Regions from separate parts of the Mus musculus genome. Here region 1 is linked to region 2. The links are chromatin contacts, called in public promoter capture Hi-C maps. All regions are on one chromosome and are shown on one strand. Each heading gives the region's core, a stretch centred on a gene start, on an enhancer-like site or on the middle of the called end of the contact. The rest is flanking DNA. Distances are from core to core; before and after follow the strand shown. Region 1 overlaps Tgfbr3 (transforming growth factor, beta receptor III). Region 2 overlaps Tgfbr3 (transforming growth factor, beta receptor III).

Evidence for each region. Capture Hi-C pulls out chosen DNA fragments and counts their contacts.
Region 1: a promoter capture Hi-C map of adipose tissue shows a contact between it and region 2. The contact joins two enhancer-like sites. A contact is called at or near these places in 6 of 484 Hi-C or Micro-C datasets (brown adipocytes, cranial neural crest, embryonic fibroblasts and 3 more), 2 of 115 datasets of contacts at active chromatin or transcription factors (heart atrium and neural progenitor cells) and 2 of 9 other capture datasets (adipose tissue and pancreatic islet).

Annotation. Positions count from the first base shown.
Region 1 is chr5:107,196,762-107,201,719 of GRCm38.p6, reverse strand. The region is part of intron 3 of Tgfbr3 (transforming growth factor, beta receptor III); the gene reads left to right. Among named protein-coding and RNA genes, the nearest start is that of Tgfbr3, 90 kb to the left of the region's middle. Within about 2 kb of position 1,274, at least 120 of the 459 cell types and tissues checked have an H3K27ac peak or open chromatin away from gene starts, as enhancers often do. A contact at or near this core is called in adipose tissue, embryonic fibroblasts and uterus, where this site is marked.
Region 2 is chr5:107,114,798-107,120,179 of GRCm38.p6, reverse strand. It overlaps Tgfbr3 (transforming growth factor, beta receptor III), which reads left to right. Exons shown (of 17, transcript NM_011578.4): 16 at 1,654-1,761. Among named protein-coding and RNA genes, the nearest start is that of Gm42146, 23 kb to the right of the region's middle. Within about 2 kb of position 3,194, at least 38 of the 459 cell types and tissues checked have an H3K27ac peak or open chromatin away from gene starts, as enhancers often do. A contact at or near this core is called in adipose tissue, embryonic fibroblasts and uterus, where this site is marked.

The DNA.
Region 1 (4,958 bases), core at 25-2,524, 83 kb before region 2:
CAACAGTGTTGTCTTGGAGATCCAGATGTGTTTGAAGGTGCGGATGAGGCAGAGTAAGGAAGGCAGGTTGTCAGGAGGCCTGCGTGTCTGTGCTTCTGAGTGAGGCCTTTGGGTTGCCTCCTTCTCTTAAGTATTATTTTAATTCCCTTTTAAAAAAAAAAAAGTGTGTGTGTGTGTGTGTGTGTGTGTGTGTGTGTGTGTGTGTATGAGAGTCAGACGGACGGACGGACAGACAGACATGTGGGTGTGAGTGTGGAGGTAAGAGGACAATTTGGGAGACAGTTCTCTACTTTTGCTGTGGGTTCTAGTCTTTGGTCCCAGATTGCTGGACTTTAGGAAGAAGCACTTCTAATCACTGAGCAATCATGACCGCCATAGTTACTCTTCTTGTTGCTGTGACAAAATACCTGTGTGATGCCTCTTAGGGAAGAAGGCTCGCCTGTGCGCCCATGTGCTCACAAGGGAAACCACAGCAGTAGGAGCTGCTTCTGGCTTTTGTATCCGGTGCCTAAGGTCGATTGCTCACATCCTGGCTGACTGGGGCCCAGTATGCAACCTGAAGGCCCATCCTTAATGCTCCACTTCTGGGGCTGCAGCTTGGCCCCACCTCCCGAAGATTCCGCAACTCTTGGAGCAGCGTCACCAGCTGGACTCCAAATGCAAACCTTTTGGGGTCAGCATCCTGGAGAAACCTCAGAGCCGGCCCTTTCCTGTTTAGTGCACGTGTTGCTGTTTGTTTATGTTTCCTGCTTTCACAAGCTTGAAGAGCTACTCTTCCACCACTGGATATTAGGATAGCGAGACTCTAAATGGCAAGAGCGCCATTCTGAACGAGTATTTTTCTGAAAGAGTCTTGTTCATTTTAAATGCTGTTAAAGATCTAATTCTCAGTGTTTTAACTGGAAGCTGTTCAAATTTGCCAAATCATAAAATCTTTCAAAGCCTGCTCCAAGCTACATTTTATTGATTCAGCTTTCCTCCTATTTGCATTTTAAAAAGCCCAACTTGTTTTCTTATGGGGGAAGTGATTTGTGTGTGTTAGAGTACAGAGTGATAAACGAACCCGTGACTTGCCGTGAGCTTTTTAGGTGACTTGCCGTGAGCGTTTTAGGTGTGTTGTCGGAGCAACATACAAGGGTAATTTCGAGTCCAGTTTTGCCACGTGTCCTTATGTATGTTTCCCAAACACGTTTCCTGGCTTGGTACCGTGACTGTGCATACGGCCTACATGTGTTTCCTATTTTTTATGACTCATACTTACAGTACTCATAAAGATTTCTTCTTTATCTTGGCTCTGAGTAATGAGCCAGCTTGTACACTTCCAGCATAGATGTGGGCTGAGGGTTCTGCATGTAATCCTGAGGGAGGCCCCTTGTAGGCACAGTGCAGGAGTCTATACTTGCACTGTATAGTCTCTGTAAGTGCAGCTGTTTATAGGACTGCGCACTACTCCCGGTACCATTCAGAAACTATGCTTTTTGTTGATTTGCTGCACCTTTGTTTTCCAGATTTCCCCCCTGTCTTGGTCAGGCAGTTTTCTGCTAATGTGTGAGGCTGCCCCAGGGGTGGACAGGAGAGGCCAGTGCTCTCTTTCTGTTGCTTGCTGGTAACTGTGGTAAAGGGGTCAGTGGAAGGAAGGAATGGAAGTAATTAACTAAAATGACATTTATAACTTGTGGCCACAGACACAAGGGAGGGTCTCCTTGGCTTTAGAGAACTGTTCAGACCTGAGACACAATAGGACAAGGATGACAACTGATGTCAGGACAGCAGATTCCTCTTTCTTTCTCTCTCTACCCCCCTCCCCATTTGTCTCTCTGTCTCTCTCCTCTGTATCTCTGTCTTTCTCTGTCTCTCCTCTGTCTCCATCTCTGTGTATGTGTGTGTACCTGTGCCTGTGCACCCGCAGCTCTGTATGTATGTTACCGTAATGTAAAAGTCCTATGTCTTCGTAGGAGCTTTGCCCATAGGTACCAATGGTTCCTTCTTGGCCAGTGCTTCCAGGAAGTCCTCTCATATTGGTGCCTGACAGCTATTTAATATTTTTTCTAGCAAGTACATGAGTTGCTGTGTATTGTGATTGGCACACCAGGATTGCAGATTAATAGAATTTGCAGAAGATCAAATCCCCACGTAGAAGAGAAGACTGTCTTGTTCACTCTATTCACACTGTGGATTTATCTGTTTCTAACAGTGGTACACCTCCAGAGACATGCCTGTATCCCAACTCACCAAACATGTGAATGTTACTTTACACAGAGTCTGCAGATGTGATGAAGACCCTTTCAGTGGGGAGATTATCTGGGAGGCCCAAGTACTCTCACCAGTTTCCTTGTGAGATGCTATGAAATAGCCAGAAGTGGGGAAGCTGGTGTGACCCAGTAGACAGGGAGTAGAGGGATGGGGTCACAAACCAAAGAAGGCACCCTCACCAAGGTACTGGACGAGACACCAGAAATGTTTCTCCAAGAGCCCATGGAGGGGCATCTCTGAAGACACCTTGGCTTTGGCCCAGCAATGCTGACTGGGGAATTCCAGCCTTAAACACATCAAGAGAATAAATTTCTGTTGTTTTATGTCATTAGGTTTTTGGTTAGTTGGCATGGCAGCCACTTGAGCTGAATATTATATTTTATCTAGTTTGGAGAATTATCCTGAGTTCCACTCAGCTCCGTTTTCTCAAGTTTGTTCCCTCCACGTGTCTCCCATTTCTGAAAAGAACACTCCCAACCACTCGTGACAACCCCAACCCCTGGTGTTACCTATGACTTCCAGGTTTCCTCAAATCCAGTCCCATTTCTTCTATCATGGGACTCTATTGTGAATCTGACTGCCTTTGGCCTTTACCTGTGGTTTGAACCACCATGTTTATATTTGAAATATGGCCATTTCTGACCCAGTCTTTTGAGCATTCAAGGTCTGGGATAGAGTGCTCACATTGGAAACTAAGTTTCTTGCTTTGGCCCAAGTTACTTTTCTCTGCATTGTTTCCTGGGATAATGTTACAATCTGCTTCCTGGGTCGCTATGGCAAAGAAGTATTTAAAAAAAAAAAAAAAAAAAAAAAGACAGAACAGTAGCTGGAATCAAACCAGCACCCAATAAATGCCAGTCACTATCTTTATAGGCTAATACGATCTATTCTCTGAACAACAGCCAACACGATTTTTTAAAAGCTTCGGCCCTATCACAAAACCCATCCGTTCAGCTTTCTAAGATGGTTCCTCATCATTTCTAGAGTGGCATCTGCCTAGAAGTGTGGGAAGCCACATGTGCCGTTGCAGAGTGACGCTGACTACTGCTGGCCACCACGCATAAGTTTGGACAAACAACCAATGTGTACATATGCAGTAAAGCTTTTTGCCAAGACACTGCCTGACCCGGGCATGATAATGAAGCTTTGAGAATATAACCAATCAGATGTGAGACATGCAAATGAGGTATGATAATGAGGCTCTGTGAGGAACAGAGAGAGAGAGAGAGAGAGAGAGAGTAGCCAATCAGATGAGGAACATGCAAATGAGGCATAGTGCATAACCAATCCGGGTGTGAGGCATGCCTCTCCTAGGCCTATATAAGCAGCACCAGTTCTGGGCTCAGGGTCTCTTCGCCTCTGCAATCAAGCTCTCCCAATAAACGTGTGCAGAAGGATTCTGTTGCAGCGTTGTTACTGCTGGCCAGTCCGGCGCACGCAAGATAGAAGGACACTTGCAGGGACTTGGGGTGTCTTCCCTGCACTGAGGCCTTTGCTCCTCACTCATTTACAATACCAGCCTCCCCGACTCCCCCACACCTGACTCCCACCACAGCATCCAACCCTGTTTTATCTCTAAAATAATTCATATCATCTGGGACTAATCTTTGAACATGTGTATTTTCTCTCTTCAAGTAGAATACCCAGAATGGTAGACATTTTTTTGCCTGCTGATATTCCCAGCAGCTAAAGCCATGCTTAGCACAGAGTGAGCACTCGAATATTTATGGAATAAATGTTTTGAATGAACAAATACATATGCGGATACACAGTTTAACCTTGGCAAATAACATTAAATCTGGTGATTAAAATTTACTTATCAAATATTTGTTTGGTTAGTTTTCGAGACAGTGGCTTACTGTAGAGCTCAGGCTAGCCACAAACATTCCATCTGCCTAACTCAGGGTCCTGAGTCCTGGGATGACAGGCATGGTCTACCATATTCACAATTTGTATTTGGGAAATTCTCATTAGTTATGTTTTCTGGAAAATCTGGTTACTGACGTCTCACTATTGTAGAGGTATAAAACAATGTTTCTTAAGAAATTATTACACTCACTATTTGTGTGTGAGTGTGAGTGCTATCATCTCAACAGAGCAGAGGATAGCTTGTGGGAGACTCCAGGGTCAAACTCAGCTTGATAAGCTCGGTGGCAAGCACCTTTACCCAACATGCCAACTCACTGGCTCCAAGAGTTCTAAAACAAGACTTCATGGTATCTACCCATGGTGCTACCTATGGTAGTCACAGAGTCTACCTATAATGATATTTCTATTGCTGTGCTGGTGTTAGGACCCATCCCTGGGTTCTTGTGTGTGTTAGGTAAGTGTGTCATGGAGCTACATGAGCCCAGTGTCACCCCTCCCACTCCCCACCCCACCCCACACCCCCGCCACCAACTTCTTGTTTAAATTTTGGTATGTGCCTAGAGCCATGTGAAACTGGTTCCTTTGTGCCTGTAGGAAGAGACTGGTGAGGTTCCACTCCTAAGGTTTCCTCCAGTGCTACTGTTTTCCAAGTCTACACTGGACATTAAGATTATATTTTTAATGGAACTAGCCCAGGCCTCCAGTATGAAAAATGGAATAATTTGCATCTAGTGAGAAAGCCCAAGAGGGCATTAGGATAGAAAGTGTCTCTGGAATTGGTAAACTAGAAAAATAGTCTTTAAAGAAACCCTCACAGAAGTGGTTGGAGCCACCTC
Region 2 (5,382 bases), core at 1,945-4,444:
TGTAACTTCCACCAGGCTCTTCCTGGTTTCTCGTTCTGTGTTCCTTCCCAGGACTGCCTCTCTGTCAGACTGACTCATCTTGTGTCACCTCCTGCCTCTGGTGGGTGGAGACACCCTCCTTATTCCAGAATGTAAATGAACACACCAGCAGGCATGCAGCTGGAAGAGCTTGGGTCCTTCGGGACGCCTTCCATAGGGCAATACTAAACAAAAGCCTTCGAATGGCTTTGGGTACTCAGGGGCCACCTTTGCCTATGGCTGAATCTTTTGTGTTGGTATGAGTTCAAAAGCGCAGAGGTTTCATTTCTAGAGCTTTCAGTTAGGGTTGCTTCTGAATGGAGTAAAAGAAGAAATTGTGACACGGAGAAAACTTGTACCTTCAATTTAAAAAAATTACACACACACTAACGTGTCTGTGTGTGTATGTGTGTGTATATATTAAGACAGACTTTTATCTTACCAAACACTTCTTTACAAACTAGTCCTAACTCAAAGATACTTAGTCTTGAATGAAAGAAAATATCCAATTTCTGAGAGCTGAAGTCAATTTCAAACAAACAAAAAAAAAAAACCAACTTTGCCAAGTAGAGGAACAATTAGTTCTTTTACATGTTTTGCTGACTGTAAAACTGACGTGGCACCCACGAGAAGTAATTTTCTTCACAGAAAGAGCAGAGTTGGAAAGGCGTCAAAGAGCAGGTTGTTTAGAGCGAGGCTGCTCATGAGGATTAAGGCTGGGGCTTACTGTGAACTCTGAGGTGTGTTCTAATGCACAAGAATAATTCATTCTGTTCTGTTCTCTTCCCCTCTCATCTTTCTGACTCTATAAGTGTTCTCAAAAACACTTCAGAGTCCGCTAAGGCTACGGTGAGCCTCATTGCTTACAACCACCCAAGGAAGAAGCAACAAGGCTGATTTTGATAGTGGGAAGTTTACTTTTTTTTAAAAGATGGGGTCTCACTGTGTAGCTTCGGTTGGCCTGGAGCTCACTGTATAGACGGGGCTGGTCGTGAACTCATCTTGATCTGCCTGCTCTGTATCCCGAGTGCCGGGACTAAGGCCGTGCACTCCTGGTTCTTTACCGTCTAAAGTATTGTAACTTGTGACTTTTCACGTTACCGAGGTTCTCAGACCACAGATTTAAAGTATCACGGCATTTATAAATCTTATTTTTTAAAATGACATTTTGGGGGGCTGGGGAGGTGGCTCAGTGATTAAGAGCACTTGTTGCTCTTGCAGATGACCCCAGTTGGGTCCCGAGCACCCTCACGGTGGCCCGTACCCATGCAGAACCCCAGTTCTAAGATAGGAGATTCAAGGGGCACACCCATGGTCCGTGGAGATTCAAGGGGCACACCCATGGTCCACTTAAGTGTATGCAGGCAAAAGAATCATACAAACAAAGTAAATTAAATAAGCTGGAAATTTTTTATTTAAAAAATCACTTTGCTCAGAATAAATTGCAAACAGAATATGTAAAAGCCCAATCAATCCATCTTTTCCTTTGTCAGCAGATTTGCCAGTAACAAAATATAGAGTTTACTGTAATTATTATCTCTGATCTTACTGTGACCGTGCTTGGGAAGTGAGAATGAAGCTGAAGTGTGAAACAGACAGCTTGACATCATGTATGTATCTCTTCCCCTCTTCTAGAGATTTTCCACGGCCTGGACACGCTCACCGTGATGGGCATTGCGTTTGCAGCATTTGTGATCGGAGCACTCCTGACGGGGGCCTTGTGGTATATCTACTCCCACACAGGTTAGTGACTACTCACTGGAAACTAGGGTGCATCTGGGCCACACAGGGCACCCGCCACACAATAGACACCAGAGTTTTTGTTGGACAGGTGATATAATAAGCAAAAGGAAGAGAATATCCATTTTCACTATTCTTATATTTATGTATTTTGTGTTTTAGGTCACGTAAAAATGTAACTTGGTCTAAGTGATGCCTAGAGAAAAAAAAATGTTTACCCTGCTTTTGTTAGTTGCAGTTACAGTGCTGGTGATATTCAGCTTCTAAGACAGTCTAATCTTGTCATAGAACCTAAAGGAGTCTGGGTAGCATGACGAACTGGAACTAGAAACCTTCGCTCCAAAATGAAAGGCCGTGGAATAAGCTGCTGTGATGAAGGAGACCAGTTGCTCATGACCACAGCTGCCAGGGCATTGGATAATGCCCGCCCTTGTCCTGTCCTCAGTCAGGGACTCCAAACCACGACCTCCTGGCCTTTAACTCATGACATCTTTCATAAACAAAATTCTCCCATTTTACAAAGTTTATATTTCAAAATATATTTTTATGACTAAAAAAAATATAAAAAGTGAAACAAAAAAAGTTAAAGGTGTGCTCTCCCACCTCACCTTCCTGTTTTGATGTTCTTTTGGTGAATACAGAGTTGCCCCAATAATCCTGGCTTCGACCCCCAAAGCCCTAAGATACAGTTAGCCATCAGCCTTCCCTGAACTTTACATAAGTTCTGGGAGATTCTATAGCCCAGCCATCATGCTTGGGCAGCAGGCGCTCATCCCCAGCTCCCATGTTTTCTGCTGGTTGCTAGACAGAGCCTCAAACTCTTGAGAAAAGTACGTGACACCAGCATGCTTGCTAGCTAAAGGTTCTGACTCTCTTTTCACTTCAAATGCTACACCTCGTAACAGTTTTTTAGATCGGGGCACAAACAGCAGCAGACCTTCTACACCAGGCCTAGGAAGTCTTCTACCTTGTGAAAGCCAACGTAGTAGCAAAAGCTTAAGAGAGTTTGATAATGGAGCTCTAAGTCCTCAAGAGTCATTGTTCCCAACCAGCAACTCCAGTGAAATGTGTTTCGTGTCAGAGAGAACGAAGGCCTAAGTGGGGTGGTTCTGAGCGTCATATAAATGCCTATGAGTCATTTGAAGAAGTTTTCCTCATGCAAAAGTTCAGAAAAGAACCCGAAGGGACAGCTTTTAGCAGAGTAGAATTTTGGAGTACTTTTATCACAGCAATACTGACATGTTTAGATCTCAAACTAATAGTTCTTTGCAACTTTTTCCAGCCTCCTGCATGGAGGAGGTTCTAGGGCACTTGGCGGCCTACATTGTCTCCTGGGAATAAACTTGAAAGTACTCCAGGAAGACTGTAGCCCTGAGGATTTTATGTGGGGCTGGTCACTCGCAGATGTTTTCCATGTGTGTACTCAGCCACTGGCTGGCTTGGGTCTTAGAACCAATCCTGAAACCCACATGGTCCGTCTTGGGCTAGGAAGCCAGGCCAGGCATAATAGAGGGTTACCAAATGATACTCACTGTGGAAGCAAGGCCCCACTGAGATCCCTCTGGGAACCCCAGATTTGTCCAAAGCCAAGCATCAAGCTGATAGAGGACAAAGCCTGGGTGTTGTGTCCTGCTCCTCACTGAAGTCGGAGGTGGTTGTACCTCACCCTCTGTCATCCAAACAAAAGCCCCAGAGGGAAGCTGAAAGTACCGTTAATACAAAAATAAAGTTTGCACACAGCTTAGAGACAAGCAAAAGGCCCTTCCAGCACACAGTTTGTGTTTGTGCCGACTCAGAAACCAAAAGACCTATGGATGCTGTCGTTTGGCTTAGGCTCTTGACGTTGCTCATGATTCTGCTCCAAAGTGGCTCTTCAGTCAAAGTTGTGGCCCCCAGCTAATCTTAGGCACAGCTACAATTAATCTTAGTACCAAATAAACACAAAGAGGGCTCAGTCCAGAGCCCAGTTAGTCTCTGACGTGGATCAACCAGCAGAAAGTTTAGATGAACAGGGATGGTCAGAATGCTGTGGCCAGCAAGCAGAGCCGGGCATCCAAACACCGACTCAGTCCTTTAATTTCCACAATAAGCTAACTGTGGAACTCAGACCTTATATGGTATATTTGGGGGTTCAGGCTGCTCTGCCTCTGTGTCGGGAACAACCCTTTGTTTGGATGACTCCCTCTGCTCACGTTCTCCAGCCTTTCCACAGCACACCCCAAGTCACAGATTTGAATCTTGACACATGTTCCTGGAATAACTTTTAGTCTGAAAAGATAGGGTTCCCACTCTGTCTTATTGCAACTCCGGGTACAATGAGATAACTGCCTTTGGGCTCTATTAATTCTGTTTGGAGATCCCTATTTTAAAACCCTGTCTCACTGTGAACAGAGGAGAGATGGTTGGGGGTAGGTGTGGTTCTGGTCCAAGGTTTCTGTGACACAGGTCCCAGAGTCACAGGTGTGTTGACATCTGTAGTTTCCTGGAGCATAAGAGCTCTGTGTTTGCTTTGTAGAAAACCTTTTTAGCCTCATCAATAAAGTGCGTGAGAGTGTGACACCTGAACGAGGTACTGGGACAGCCAGACCCACCCCCACTCCCTCTTTTATTCCTTCCCTGAAGCAACATCTTTAAAACTCTTGTCTGGTTCATTGAGATATTAGCTGAGTTCAAAGCCAACATAGGCTGTGTTGAGATACTCTATATCACCCTACACACACACACACACACACACACACACACACACACACACCACACACACACATACACACACATATACACACACACACATATATACACCACATATACACATACACACACACACACATACACACATACACATACACACCACACACATACACACACATACACACACACACACATATATATACATCTCTAAGTAACACAAGTATACGGCTGCCTCTTTTTGCTTGGGATCCTCTCTGTTAACATCCTACTGCAGAAAACAACTGTTTATCTCTGCTTTACCTAGGTGTCCCAATTATCCATTTCCCTTCTTAGCCCCTAGCAGGGTGGTTCTCAGCCTTCCTGATGCTGTGACCCTTTACTACAGCTCCTCATGCTGTGGTGACCCCCAGCCTTAAAATTATTTTCGTTGCTACTTCATAACTGCAATTTTACTACTGTTACAAATCATAGTGTAAATATCTGATATGCAGGGTATCTGGCCTGCAACCCTGGGACAGGGTCATTCGACCCACAGGTTGAGAACTGCTACTGCCCTGGTAGAACCACACCGAAATCTTAGTTGGATACACATTGTCTTAGTTAGAGTTTTACTGCTGTGAACAAACACCATGACCAAGGCAGGTCTTATAAAAAACAACATTTAATTGGGGCTGGCTTACAGGTTCAGAGGTTCAGTCCATTATCATCAAGGTGGGAGCATGGCAGTATCCAGGCAGGCATGGTGTAGGAGGAGCTAAGAGTTCTACGTCTTCATCCAAAGGCTGCTAGTGGAAGACTGACTTCCAGGCAACTAGGGTGAGGATTTTATACTCACACCCACAGTGACACACCCATTCCAACCAGGTCACACCTATTCCAACAAGGCCACACCTTCAGATGGTGCCACTCCCTAGTCCAAGGATATACAAACCATCA